3 separate regions of the Mus musculus genome follow, and all the other regions are linked to region 2. A link is a contact called in public promoter capture Hi-C data. All regions are on one chromosome and are shown on one strand. Each heading gives the region's core, a stretch centred on a gene start, on an enhancer-like site or on the middle of the called end of the contact. The rest is flanking DNA. Distances are from core to core; before and after follow the strand shown. Region 1 holds the start of Kcnj5 (potassium inwardly-rectifying channel, subfamily J, member 5). Region 2 holds the start of Tmem45b (transmembrane protein 45b). Region 3 holds the start of Adamts8 (a disintegrin-like and metallopeptidase (reprolysin type) with thrombospondin type 1 motif, 8).

The links. Promoter capture Hi-C pulls out the DNA fragments that hold promoters and counts their contacts. Capture Hi-C pulls out chosen DNA fragments and counts their contacts.
Region 1: a promoter capture Hi-C map of embryonic stem cells shows a contact between it and region 2, with 2.8 times the contacts expected there. The contact joins the promoter of Kcnj5 here to the promoter of Tmem45b in region 2. A contact is called at or near these places in 4 of 39 promoter capture datasets (embryonic stem cells, hippocampal neurons, liver and 1 more).
Region 3: a contact with region 2 is called in a promoter capture Hi-C map of liver, with 2.6 times the contacts expected there. The contact joins the promoter of Adamts8 here to the promoter of Tmem45b in region 2. A contact is called at or near these places in 2 of 39 promoter capture datasets (pre-B cells and stem cell-derived epiblast-like cells) and 1 of 9 other capture datasets (liver).

What each region holds. Positions count from the first base shown.
Region 1 is chr9:32,341,236-32,345,708 of GRCm38.p6, forward strand. It overlaps Kcnj5 (potassium inwardly-rectifying channel, subfamily J, member 5), which reads right to left and starts at 3,109. Exons shown (of 4, transcript NM_010605.5): 1 at 2,869-3,109; 2 at 987-1,289.
Region 2 is chr9:31,461,780-31,466,179 of GRCm38.p6, forward strand. It overlaps Tmem45b (transmembrane protein 45b), which reads right to left and starts at 2,459. Exons shown (of 6, transcript NM_144936.1): 1 at 2,387-2,459.
Region 3 is chr9:30,940,675-30,945,108 of GRCm38.p6, forward strand. It overlaps Adamts8 (a disintegrin-like and metallopeptidase (reprolysin type) with thrombospondin type 1 motif, 8), which reads left to right and starts at 1,888. Exons shown (of 9, transcript NM_013906.3): 1 at 1,888-2,927. The coding sequence starts at 2,163.

The DNA.
Region 1 (4,473 bases), core at 1,859-4,358, 880 kb after region 2:
AAAAGAAACCCACTTCCTAAATTGCTTTGGAAAAAAAATACATTCAGGCAAATTTATTCACATTTCTCCCAGTAATTCTTTGTATCTGAACTCTCATTCTCCTGTCTCTAGAGGGGAAGAAAAGGAAGACAAAGAGATGGGAAAATTTCTCCATGGCTGAGAAGTGTCTTAGTAGTCAGCTGCTGATGGGTCCCCTCAGAAACACTGCCTCTCAGTGACCAGTTAACACATAGTGGAAAGCTTAATCTAAAATGGCTACACTGCGCCACTCATGGATCCCTGCCCCCCGACTCAATTTTGCCCCATTGTCCTCCACCCGCAGTCTAAAATTCTGGTCAGTATTTGCTTGGAAAATACAGGCAAGCTTTAGCTAATGTTCTCTTAAATGGAAAACAACCCTGCCCAGATGACTACATTCGAAAGGCTCCAACAATAATGTATTCTTGGTGCGTGCTAGGTGATCAACTGGATGCTGAGCTGATTTTAAATAGTGTTCAGAAGTGGATGAAGTTTTCAGGCATTTGAACTTCCAGCATACCCTCTGGTGGCTTGGTCCCAGAAGGTATTCAGAGTCCCAGAATCTAAGGAGGGAGTGGGAACCGGAGACCAAGCCCACTGCTATGCAGATGACCACAGTAGCCTTAGAAGGCTCCTGAATTGAATTCATGGATCAGAAACCCAGTCATACACTTGTAAGGTCCCTTACAGAGGAACCTTGCAGCCTGTTCATCATGTACCATAAAGAGCAAGGCCAACAGGATACAGTCACAAGGATACCTTATTATATCCATGGGACCCATGAAAAGAGTGTTCTGAATGTCAGGATACAGAAAGCAGCCTCGGGGGAATATACACTGGGGAATCCTTCTGAGATCTGACTTATACAGAGTAGAAATCTCTGCTTTGGGACAGCTCTGGGCAGAAGGGATGACCAACTCCATCCATCTCCCGCCCTCCCTCCTGCCTTCTCCCCTCCCACAACTGACCTGCTTGCTAGATGGAGCATAGAACACACTCATTTTATGCTTAAAGCAGATGTGCTCTTAAGCAAGAAGTGCTGTTTCAGAGTGCCCGGCCAGCAGTAGGTAGCCATCTTGGAGAGGCGGTGGCAGAGTGGTGGGTGCTTTTGCTGTTGGGCAGCTAGGTGGTCAGCGTGGGGAAGATGGCTGGGTGCTGTTGGAGGATGAAGTTATCTCTGGGATGGCACCTCTTTCAGTGGTGATCTGATGCTGCCATGCTCCCAAGTACACCCTGTTCCCTAGGGCTCCCACTGGAAGCTGAGCCTTCCCCTGTAAGATAAGTATATCGGGGACTTACTCAAAAGTCTCTGATCCCAAGGAGTCTAGCTAAGCCTTTGATGGCACAGCCCAATTTAATCCTTTTATAAATCCCACAGCTCAGCTCACCTGCCAGAGCCTGGGAAACCCTGGGTTGGAACTCAAGACTGCATGCATGTAAAACAGACATGGTGGCTCATGCCTCTAATCCCAGCACTCCAGAGGTGGGCAGGTGTCTATGAAGTCAATCTGGTCTACATAGTGAGTTCTAGGCTAGCCAGGTCTGAATAGTGATAACCTGTGTCTCAAATAACAAAGGAGGTGGAGAGAGACTATTGCTAAGCAAAGGCATGGATCCCAGGAAGGTGGTATACCTTACAGGGTTAGTGTTTGGTAATAAGCTCTGGATTTGAAGCCAGGGGCTGGCAAGGACTGTGAAGATTAGAACCTCCCTTTAGAGCTCAGACATCCGTGTACTTTAGTTCCCTCTAGAAAGCAAGAAAACGTAGTTCTGCCCCACAGGTTAACTCCCAGGACCCCGTTCCAGCTCAACACCCCGGTTCTGTAAATATTAGCTGCTGTCCCCTGCTTCTCCGCAGGGATTCCCATGCTCGGTGGCCCAGGCAGCTTGCTTAGGAGAAAGAATAGCTACACTTTGGAGTCAGATACTGTGGAGACTCTCCCGTTGTAATCTCAGTTACTCACCCTCTCAGAGCTGCCATTTCTGTGCTGTGGGACAGGCTTGCTAGTCTCCGTTTAACTGAGAAGAGTCACAGTGAGCATTTGCATTCCCACTGTTTGCCTGGTGTTTGAAAGGTTCCCCTCGATAGCGCCCCGGGATCTTGGTATGGATGCTGGGCAGGCTAGAGTCTCCACTGCCTTTTGGGAATAGCCCATGAAATTTCGAGAAGCCAACACTGAACACTGCTCCACAGTCCCAGGCTAGAAACCCCCCTCCTAGTGGCCTGCCCTTGCGTTTAAAGGAGGCCCTGGCAGAATCAGGTGCTACAGAGCAGATCTCCAAGGAGAGCCACCATCAGGAAAATGCTATAGCTTGTCTTCCTCCACCTTTTATCTTTAACCCTTCTTTTGAACAATTGCAGAAATGTTTTCAAAAGAAGGAAAGCATACAGGTAGTGACCAATTCTGAGAAGACTGGTACCGCAAAGCAGTTAGATTAGAAAGCAGCTGGGGCAGAGAGTCTACAGTCCAGGGGGTCGCCCTACCCGACCATCTCTGCCCCCACCTGAAGCTGTTTCTGGGAGCAAGGTTCTCTCTATCTCCTCCCAAGGCCTGGCCAAGCAAGCCAAAGATGGAAGGTTTCAGTCCCGCAGGTATCCTGGTCTGGTTCTGGGAGCAGGGCGTTTATGGTCCTGGGGAGGCTGGACTCCTCATCTTGGGGAGGCCGGCAGCTAAGGCCAGCTTCAGTTTGTTGAACTTTGGACCACCGGATCTTGTTCCCATCCTGTCTCAACCCGACAGGCTCCGGTAGGGGAAAGCCTTCTTTTAGAACCACAGGACACCTAGTGAGGGTCCGGTTTGGGGAGTCGCTGGGCTGGGGGAGGGACGCGAGAGAAAGGAGACAACTTACTTGTAGCGCAGAGAGCTTCTCCGAACCCTTGGGGCTAACTTCTGGAGATCCTTCCAAGGCGGTGCAGGTGGCTCTCAGGGCTCTCCAGGGGATTCCCTAGCCTCAGGCATTGCCTACGGACGGGCAGACGCCCCGAGCCACTCTGGTGTCGCAGGTCCAGCTAGCAGAGGCGTCTAAACCTCCCGCCCCTTCACCGGTCTGCCTCGCCCTTCTATCTAGAGAGAACAGCGGGAGGCTCTCTGCTGTCCCTCTCCTCTCCGCCCTCCTCTCTTCTCCCTCCCCATCTCCTCCCGTCCCCCCGCCCCCCCTCCCGGGTTCTCCTCCCTCTGTCCCCCTACAATTGAATCTCTGGATAGAACGCGATTTAAAGGGCCACAGGCAAAGGAGAACCACAAAGAAAGGCAGCAATGGGAGAAATGCTTGCACAATGGGGTATATGGTGGAGATGGGTGGGGGCTGTTGGTATCGGGGGTCACAGTCACTTGGAAGGAGTCCGGTGCCGGACGCAGGGCCAGAGAGAGCGGGCAGCCTCCTCCCTACTCTCCTGCCCACTACTCCCCCTTCGCCACCTCCCTCCAAGACCTCCTTGTTGATGCTCCTGTGCTTCTGGCCACGCTTAAGCGAGGGTCAGAGACCTGCGCCACCAGATGTGTGTGAGAGCTTCCCGTGAATATGTGGGAAAGCTCACGTGTACATGTGTGTGTGTGATCGCCCGCGTGTGTAAGCGCCCCCGCACGTGTGTGAGCGCCCGCGTGCCTGTGTTTAGAGGGTGCGGAGGAGCAGACAGAAGAAACTCTTAGGGCAGAAAATTCAGGCTCAGAGCCTTGCAAGGGGAGGGGGGAACACCTGCTCAGTCATTCTGGGCACTTTGAGGGGGCTGTTGTCCGAACTTCCCTGCCTATCAAGAAGCCAGATGCAGCAGGTGGGGGACATTCCCCTGGAAGTCCGGAGTCACAGTCTAGGGGGGGACCTTAAGCTGTTACTGGGTCTGGCTCTTGAGACTGGGACCTGATTATAACTGAAGGGGAAAGTCTAGAGAAGGGAGAAGGGAAGTGGGTCTTTTGTTGGAGCATTCTGCTTAGGGTAGTCTATAGGTGAGTGGGAATGGCTATTCATTGAAATGGATATGGCCTTCCCTTGAAAGGCAAGTGAGACCTGAACCATCTTCAGGTAAGGGGGCTGGCCTTTCCTCCCACTCTCTACTTTCTTCTCTGTTCCCAAAAGTTCTTCTTGTAAAATATTAAAACTATAATGTCATTTCTGTTGCAACGTCCTATGTACATGTGTTGAAGGAAAAAGCTTTTCAATGATGGCATTAAAAGGCCCCCGGCCCCCGAACCCCCGTGTTTCCTCAAGGTTCCACCCACCTTCCAGTCCGTTGTACATTATTCTGTTTCTACTTCTCTGCATAGATCTCTTGAATGTATTTCATTTTCTGTGTGACAGCCTCCATGTACAGACCACATTGGCTGCTGCTCTGGGGGTCTGAATATCCTTCCTTCTGGGAATCCACTGTTAGTCTCTACCCCAGCCTAGGTCTTTCTCATTGCAGGCACAAACCCCACTCTCCCTCTTTTGTGGACTGTTCTTGGCTTTGAGCATAGA
Region 2 (4,400 bases), core at 1,209-3,708:
TATATTTGTGAAATTCTCAAAGAACAAACAATATATAAAAATGAATATGAATGTTTAGGAGAAACAAATTATAATCTATCATAAAACTTAAAATAATTGTACAAAATAACCTAGTATGAACTGGAATATTCTGGGAAACATTCTAGTTGGAGCTTGGCTCTGCCATTTCATAACTGGACAGCACTGAACAGGTACAAAATGGCTTGACTTCAGTGTCTTTGCATAGGGACTAGCGATCCTTCTCTTATCTCCTAGTACATAAGTCATGCCGTGGTCTCTAAATCACCATTTTGCTGTCCTACCCACAAGATACTGATGATGCTTTGTGAGATCCAACTCCTGGCTGTGGACCACTGTGGCTTGCCATTACATTATAACTCTGCACCACATCCAGGTGACTGAAAGACTTTTTCAATTTTCTTCAGGTCTCTTAATATGGGCCTTGTGCTCATCTACTTTTAAAGGATGTCAATAAAAGAAACCTAAAGAGTTAAACTTTAATCTGTTTTCATTTCTAGCTCTAGAGAAGGCTAGGAAGAAGGAACTGGGTGGTCAAAAGGGTAGAAAAGTTCAGAGTTCAGTACATGTGTGTGTGTCCTCTGATTTTTCACTGAAGTATGGTGCAATGTTGTAAGCAATTTATTGTTTGTCTTATGACCATCTGTAAAACATATGGAAATGAAATGTTTTTATATAGCTACCTATTTTTTGTTAACATACCAGTGACTTATTTCCCTATAATTAAAAAGTTTTGCAATCTCAGGTACTTCAGCTATGAAGGTAGCTTTCTAAGTGGCAAAGCTGTCCTTACCTACTGTGTTCAACAAGCAAAAGAGTGATAACCTTTGATCGTCTCTTGATCATACATGGTGTCTGCACTTTGTACAACTGAGCATGAAGCTGATACCATCCTGAAGTAATGGGAAGACTCAGAAATCCTCTTAATCTCTCTCCTCTCCAGTGCTCACCTCAAAGTAACATTTGCTAAGATTAAGTCATAGCTTTAGCCAAAAACATTTCAGGGAAGACACCAGATACAGTGACTGATGCATCCCGTGAGATTCAACAGCTTCAGCTTGGCCATCAGAGGCAGCATCCACCAGGAAGGCAGGGGAAAGGACCACAGAATACAAAGGAAAGTGCCGCCATGGTACCTGTTTCCACCTTCCTAAACAAGAGCAAACTGAAGCTCTTTGGTAAGAGGGAAGAACGTTTGGTTTCTGTAATACTATTACAGGTACTGTGCAACCAGATAAAACCTTGCTCGATGCTCATCCTTTGTTAAAACAGTGGTTCCTATTCAGTGCAGCGGTACTATCCGTCTCTTGTCTTTTCCGGAGACTATAGAACAGCAGGTGACCACATTATTACTAAGCCAACAAACTGTCATAAAGAGCTGCCTCTTTGGCGTTCAAAATCCAGTCTCTACTGCGTAGAAAGCTCATATTGACAAAAAAACCGAAAGCGTAGGTTGCTTGTGAACAATAAACCATAGTAGCTATTTAGATAGGTGTGTAGTTAGATAAAATGCATCTGCCTTCCCAGCTTTGATAACTATGCTAATCCCAAAGTCAAATAGAACCCAGGGAAGGGCGACAGGGGGAGCAGTGTGTGGGGGGCAGGAAAGATGGAACGAAGCAGCAAGCAGCAGCCGTTGCTGAGACCTTAGGCGAGGCAACTGCTCTTACGCTTTTAAAGTTCCATTTTATGAGGCCCCACCTTTCCCTGCTGAAGTACAGATCTTTTTTTTTCCCATTACGGTGGGCCTTGTCTCCACTCAGTCCCTCTGGATTCAGGCAGGTGCCCCCACTTTCAGGCTCTCCTTGCTAAGGCCAAGGCTTTACTCTTGGCTTTTAGAAGCGGAGGCCAAACGATGGCCTGGAGGAGCTGTTATCAACCGTCTCTCATTATCAGACTTCCCGGCCTGAGGAATGTATCTGGTTCCTGTATTTATGGAGTCTTAGCGACAGATGGGGTGCAAGTGAGCGCGAGTCATTCTGGCACCCTGAAAACAACTCGAGGTCTCCTTAATAGGCACACCACCTAAGGTGGAGCGCCTGCTTCCCTGAGAATGAATGCCAGGCTTCGCACCTAGTCACCTAGTCGCAGTAACGCTGTGGACCCGAATCGTTCCAGGACCCCGGGGACAGTACAGAGGAGCAACTCCCGGGGGGAGCTGGTGAGGAGGACTACTCCTAGCCCCGAAGGGGCTAACCAACGGCTTCCTAGGTACTAGACTCCCTCTGCACTCCAGCACCCTCCCTCCATCTGAGTGAGCGCTTCTCTGTCTCCTTCCTGAGGATCCGACTCCGGATCCTCACCTCCCTTCCCAGGTGGTGCCTCCCTTTCTCCCGGCCCTGAGCCCCTGACCCAGCGGGAATCCTACCTCTTCCGAGCCTCAGAGGTGTCCACTTGCCAGCTTCGGTCACACGTGTGACCGCGGGTGCCCAGGAGGTGCAAGCGTCTGCACCCTGCCCCGCCCGGCCCCGCCCGCTGCAGGAGCTGGCAACCTCAGATGGCCCTAACCCTGCTGCTAGCACGACCTCAGGTGGCTCAGCACAGTACTTTTCTTCCAAGCACCTTTTCCCTGCTTCCGAGTGTCCCCTGTTTCTGAGAGTCCCCTGCTTCAGAGAGTCCCCTGCTTCAGAGAGTCCCCTGCTTCAGAGAGGCTTTCGGGGACCACAGGCACTCCTTTAAAAGTGTGTTCCCGAAAGCCCAGCCAGGTTCCTGGATCATCCAGGTGCACTACTTATGGAGACTTCCTGTTATGCAAAGCGATTTCTGGCCTGGGAGGAAGGGAATGCTCTGAGTGGGACTAGCTCTGAATTTCTCCAGCCAGGAAAACCACAGCTAACACGCAGGACAAATAGTCACTGACCACTCACCGCCAAGGAAGGCTCCGGTGGATGATACGTGGGCTTCTTCTTTTCCATTCTATTCTTTTCTACATCCATCCATCCATCCATCCATCCATCCATCCATCCATCCAATCAATCTTCTTTGTGCACGTTTGACAAAAATCTGTCAGGTGGGCACAGTTCTGGATTGGCATGAGAGGAGTTCCCGGGTGGTGTTTAAGATGCTGCAATAGTGGCTGCTCTCTGTAGCACTTGTAGCTAAGAGACTGACCTTATTTTGCACCGTTGCTGCCCCTTGTACTTCCTAAAGACATGAAGAGAATGCCAGCACTAAAGCTCTCTGCACACTCAGAGAAAGAACTCAGGGAGAGATACTAGCAGAGGAACCTCTGAAAAGCTGCTGTGTTTTCAAAAACGATATAAAAATCTGTATTCTCAGCTTGGGGACTAGCCCTCAGAGCAAAGGATCAGGTCCCGTCCTGGAGTGTGTCCACACCTGCAGATTTTGAAACAGAGGAAAGGGAGTAGCCCTACACAGTCATCAGCCAGGGAGAGGCTGCACTTGGTCACCAGTTCCTTCTGACGCTTTCTGCTCAGGACTGTTTTACTTTCCTTATAGGCTAAGATCTCGAGACAGCCGTGTGCAGTTTTATTGATAGAGCTACTGGTTGGTAAAGATGCTTTGACAGTTTCATTTATGTTTTGTGAGGCAGGGTCTTATGTAGCCCAGGTGTGCCTCTACCTTACCATAGAGCCACAGATGACTTTAGGTTTCTGGTCCTCCTGCTTGTACCTCACAAGCACTGGGATTGCAGGTGTGCACCCCTCTGTGTCTGGTTTATATAGTTCTAGTGGTTGAACACAGGGTTTGGTACAAGCTAGAAGAATACCAATTGAACTGCATCCTCAGCCCAGAGATTGTGTGTGTGTGTGTGTGTGTGTGTGTGTGTGTGTGTGTGTGTGTGTGTATGTACATGCGGAGGCTAGGTCCATGTTGGGTGTGTTCTCTCACCTTCCACCTAATTTTTGAGATGAAGTCACTCACTGACTATGGAGCTTGCTCACCTGTTCAGTTAGATTATGGGCCAAGCAAACTTTAGGGATCCTCTCTTGTCTGCAGTGAGAATACGGGGATGTGCAGCCCGCTTCCCGCCTAGCATTTTATATGAATTCTGGGGATCAGAACCTAAGCCCTCATTCTTGCCCCACAAGCACTTTACCAATGGAGCTACCTCCCCAGCCCTGAGATACTTAGGACCTCTGGCTCAAATTTAGCATCCAAATATTAAGACACACCAGTTTTTAAAGTATACCTTTGACGGTCGTTAACTTCATTGATCAACAGTTTTAATAAAAATCAAACAGTTTCAATGAAGTAGTGACAAGTATCAGGAAATCAACTTTGAAATAATACAATAATATGAATTATTATCAAATTGTTTTCTGATAAAGAGAGAACTCCCAAGTGGTGACACATATTTGTATAATCTTACCATTCAGGAGCTAGAGGCAAAGGGATTTCAAGTTCAAGGGCAATCTGGG
Region 3 (4,434 bases), core at 638-3,137, 520 kb before region 2:
ATGAAATTGGGCAAAGATGAAGCCCAGTTCAGTGTCTGCCTTCAAAGTAGTTCTTTCTGTTTTACAACAGTAGCAGCTGCAATTTCCAGAGATTTCCCAAATGAAAACACAAGCAACACTTAGTTTCCCCGAGCCTGGTTATAGCCTCTAACATCTAAAGAGAAAGAAGAAGCTGGGCACTCCAATAAAATAGTAGTCACAAAGAAGAAAGAAGGCACTCGCACACGTGAAGGACCTAACTACTATGGAAAACCAGAAGTTGAAAGCCAGGCATGAGGTCACAGCACATACCTGTTTGAGGCCAGCCTGGGCTATGCAGTGAGTCCCTGTTTCAAGAAAGAAAAGAACAACAACCAGGAAAAAAGAAAAAGGAAAAGGATACACTGGAAAATACTGAACAAGGAACTTAATGGCTAAGACCAGTAATTGAAATGTCACCACAGCCCTGAGGCAAAAGGGATTGCTCATTTAACCGTACAGGTCACACTGTCCCAGGGATATTAAACTGTTGAGGGATGAGCATCTTGTTCATTTTTGGTAGAAAACAGAGATGCTTTCCATTCCCCTGCCTCTAGGAGTGTTTTACCCAAACTTCCAATTCTCTATACAGCAAAGGAAGGAGATTCAACCACTCCTTTGCAGTCCTATAAAAGTGGAGAGAGCTTGCGGTGCTGGGGCCTTTCCTTAGGTTCTGTAGTGACACAAGTTAATTTAAGAGACTCCTCTTTGTAGGTAACAAGTCCCAAGGAGTCTTTTGCATAGGCCAATCCTTCACAGCTACAGAAATGGATTGGATCGGCCAAACGAAGTAAGAATGACTCAACTGTAGGCACCCTCACATAAGCAAAGAGCTGCGTAGTTGGGGGTAGGTGAGCTGCCAAATGCTGTATCCTCCATGATTGTCTCAGAAAAGACACAGGGCGAGGGGCTAGGACTTGTTCTGGTACTGAGAGAACGTTGATTCTGAATCCAATCTAGACCTGCACCGGTAATACTAGAGTGGATACAAAGATTGTGGTTTGTGGTCTTAAGACGGTCATCACTCTTGCTGGATCCCACTCTCTTCTGTAGGAAGGTGGCAGAGTGAATTATCTCCCCACATATTTAGATGTATTTGGAGCTGTGGGCAATACAGTATAAGGGACCTGGCCACCTTTCCCCGTGTCAGCAAGGCAACTGGCAGAGCTGTGCATCAGAAGACAGACTGGTGAAGTACTTCCTCCCATAGGAAACGAGAAATGTAGTGGTATTGAATCCATTTTACTTTCCTGGTAGTAGCCTCTCACTACCCCCACTATGCTCAGAAGCAAGCAACAAAACAACCTTGACCAGGTGGCATTTTTAAAGTTCTGAAGTGCTCCTAATGGACAGCGTGATTCCAGTATGACTTTCCTACCTCTCACTTTGTATTTGACCATTAAAGGCTTTGGAACCTTCCCACAAACCTCTTTTAACACTGCCAGGTTTGTACAAAAATCTGCATACTGTCTCTGAGGCCAGAGCAGGGTGTGTCTGTCCCCAGCACCTGGCTCTTGCACAAGAAGAAGCCAGTGTCTCTCCCATCTAGGACTCGCCTTCAGGGGGACTGTCCAGCATTACAGGAATTGGCATGGGTCTTCACGTAGTCACGTAAAAAGGAAAAAAAAAAAAAAAGCTGTAGTTGACACTTAACTACTTAACTATCGGGAGGGGCTCACTGACTCCTGATTGGTTTTACATTTCATCCCTTTTTTTTCCCCTCCTCTCCTTTTCTGTTTCTGTCTCTGACCCCAGGGGAGGGGAAACGGGAATAGTGAGCGATCAAAAATAAACCTCTTATGTCAAAGCCGGGAAGGAAGTATAAATACGAAGGGCTCGGCAGCCCACTCGGTGTTTCCCGAGGAAGGAGGCGACTGCACGGGACGCCGCGGAGGACGCGCGCTCGCGGCCCGGGGCGCCAGCTGCTCGAGTTCTGCTAGGTTGGCTGGCGCAGGAGGAGCGGGCTGCGCGATCCAGAGGGGCCGCCAGGGGACCGCCGCGCCTGCTGCCGCTAGCCGAGTCGGCCTCCCCATCCGATTGATCATTTTTCCTGGACAGAGCGGCCCGGCCGCCTCGGGCCACCAGCACCTGCCCGCGCGCGGCGATCTTCTTCCCTCTCCCGCGCTCCGCAGCACTCTGCCCCCATGCTCCGCGACCCCACCACCACCGGGTGGCCGCCCCTCCTGCTGCTGCTATTGCAGCTGCCGCCGCCGCCACTCGTCTGCGGCGCCCCGGCGGGGCCGGGAACCGGGGCGCAGGCCTCGGAGCTAGTGGTGCCCACGCGGTTGCCCGGCAGCGCGAGCGAGCTCGCCTTCCACCTGTCCGCCTTCGGCCAGGGCTTCGTGCTGCGCCTGGCGCCTGACGCCAGCTTCCTGGCGCCGGAATTCAAGATCGAGCGCCTCGGGGGCTCGAGCGCGGCGGCCGGGGGCGAGCCGGGACTGCGTGGCTGCTTCTTCTCTGGCACAGTGAATGGAGAACGGGAGTCGCTGGCGGCGATGAGCCTGTGTCGCGGGCTGAGCGGCTCGTTCTTGCTGGCAGGCGAGGAGTTCACCATCCAGCCACAGGGCGCTGGGGACTCCCTGGACCAGCCTCATCGCCTGCAGCGCTGGGGGCCGGGACAGCGCCGCGAAGACCCCGGGCTCGCTGCCGCCGAAGTTTTCCCCCTCCCTCAAGGACTGGAGTGGGAGGTGGAGATGGGTAATGGGCAGGGACAGGAGAGAAGTGACAACGAAGAGGACAGGAAGCAGGACAAGGAGGGGTTGCTCAAAGAGACAGAAGACTCCCGCAAAGTGCCACCACCCTTCGGATCCAAAACTAGAAGCAAGAGGTTTGTGTCCGAGGCTCGCTTCGTGGAAACACTTCTGGTGGCTGATGCGTCCATGGCTGCCTTCTATGGGACCGACCTGCAGGTAGGACCTTCCGCAGACCCTGACTAACAGTCTATTGCCTCTCGATGGTTTTCAATTCTTCCCTTCCCACGGGGGGGGGGGGATCCCTCGCGCTCCCAAGCCCAACCCCAAAGGGGACTTTCTTCTTTCTGAGAAACAGCAGTAACTCCATTAGCTTCTGCCTTCCCGGCTTCCTACTTCCCAATCCCTAAATCCCTTCCAATTTACAGTAGAGGCGCTGGCTCTGTCTCTTCCCAGCATCCTGAGTCTTCCACAGTTCCCAGGCACCTGCTTCTCCCAAAGGGAGATTAAAAACTGCTAAAGAGCCCTGTCCTTCCTGGTCCTGCTTCCCGCAATTCTCTACTATCTGAGACTCTCTGAGACTTCCTAGGAGAGGAAGCTGGGCTGGGACAAGGTAGCTGGGACTGTCTTTGGGTACAGAACTGAGGTTCCTGTAAGTAAAAGTCGTTAGAGGGAACCGGACCTGGAAAGAGACTGTCCAACTTCTGTATGCCCAGCTGGTTCTGATCAAGGGGCATGGGCTACCTTGCCAACCTGGCGCTCAACCCCGGCAGAACTTGGCAGTGCCAACATCCAGCTCAAGAAGGAAGGAGAACAGAATTTCTGCCTGGGGGCTCAGCCCAGAAAACTGAAGTTTCAGTGAGAAAGGGGAGGGAGCAGGGCTGAAGGGTGAACTTTGTCATTTACTGTATTCAAAGGAACCAGGGCTGAGGTTGGTCCACCCGGTGGCCACCCTCAGCCCAGAATCAGCTTCCAACTGACCTAGGCAGAAAAATTGAGTTCAAGACATTATTGCTAGTAGCTGAGCATTCTTTACTACATGCAGTTGGTGCTGACTCAGCAAGAAGTGCTCCCAATCCCTCCCTCAAGATAGGGCAAAGATCTTACCAGAAGCAGAAAGGATAAGGGTCCCATTTTCTAGAATAGACAGAACCATAAACATTAGCTCAGCTAGAGGAAACTGACCTGTCCAGAGATCATAGTTTCTCAGGCAGAGGATCCCAGCACTGCAGCAGCCCAGTCAACCCTTTGGGCAGTGAGAATGTCCTTGATCAGGTCCCTATCCTAGCTAGATTCAGCCTGTGCCTGAATCTGTCTTGGGTGTGAAGGGCACGGGCGTTCCCTTTGTAGAGTGGCCAGGCAAAAAGACAGCTCACCTTCTGCTTGTCATCTGGTCTTTCCCACCTCCTGTGATGAAGAGGTGTTTGAGGAGAAAGTTCCGGTGAAAGCCATGTGGGGAGGACAGGAAGGACGGTGGGTGAGCGGTCCACATGATCGCTGTTCTATCTACTGCACAGACCAATTAAGCCTGGGACAGGCTCTCTGCACGGTCTTGTGCTATTGGCTCTGCTCAAAACACTGCACGACAGCTCTGAGCCATCAGCTCCTTGAGGTTTGTCTGTGCTGATGCCATGTCTGATTCTCTGCCTGCCTTAAGAGGAGGTACCAACCACTTCTTCTGACTCTTTCCCCCAGTGTGTATTAGAGAAGTAGAGAAGAGTGAAGA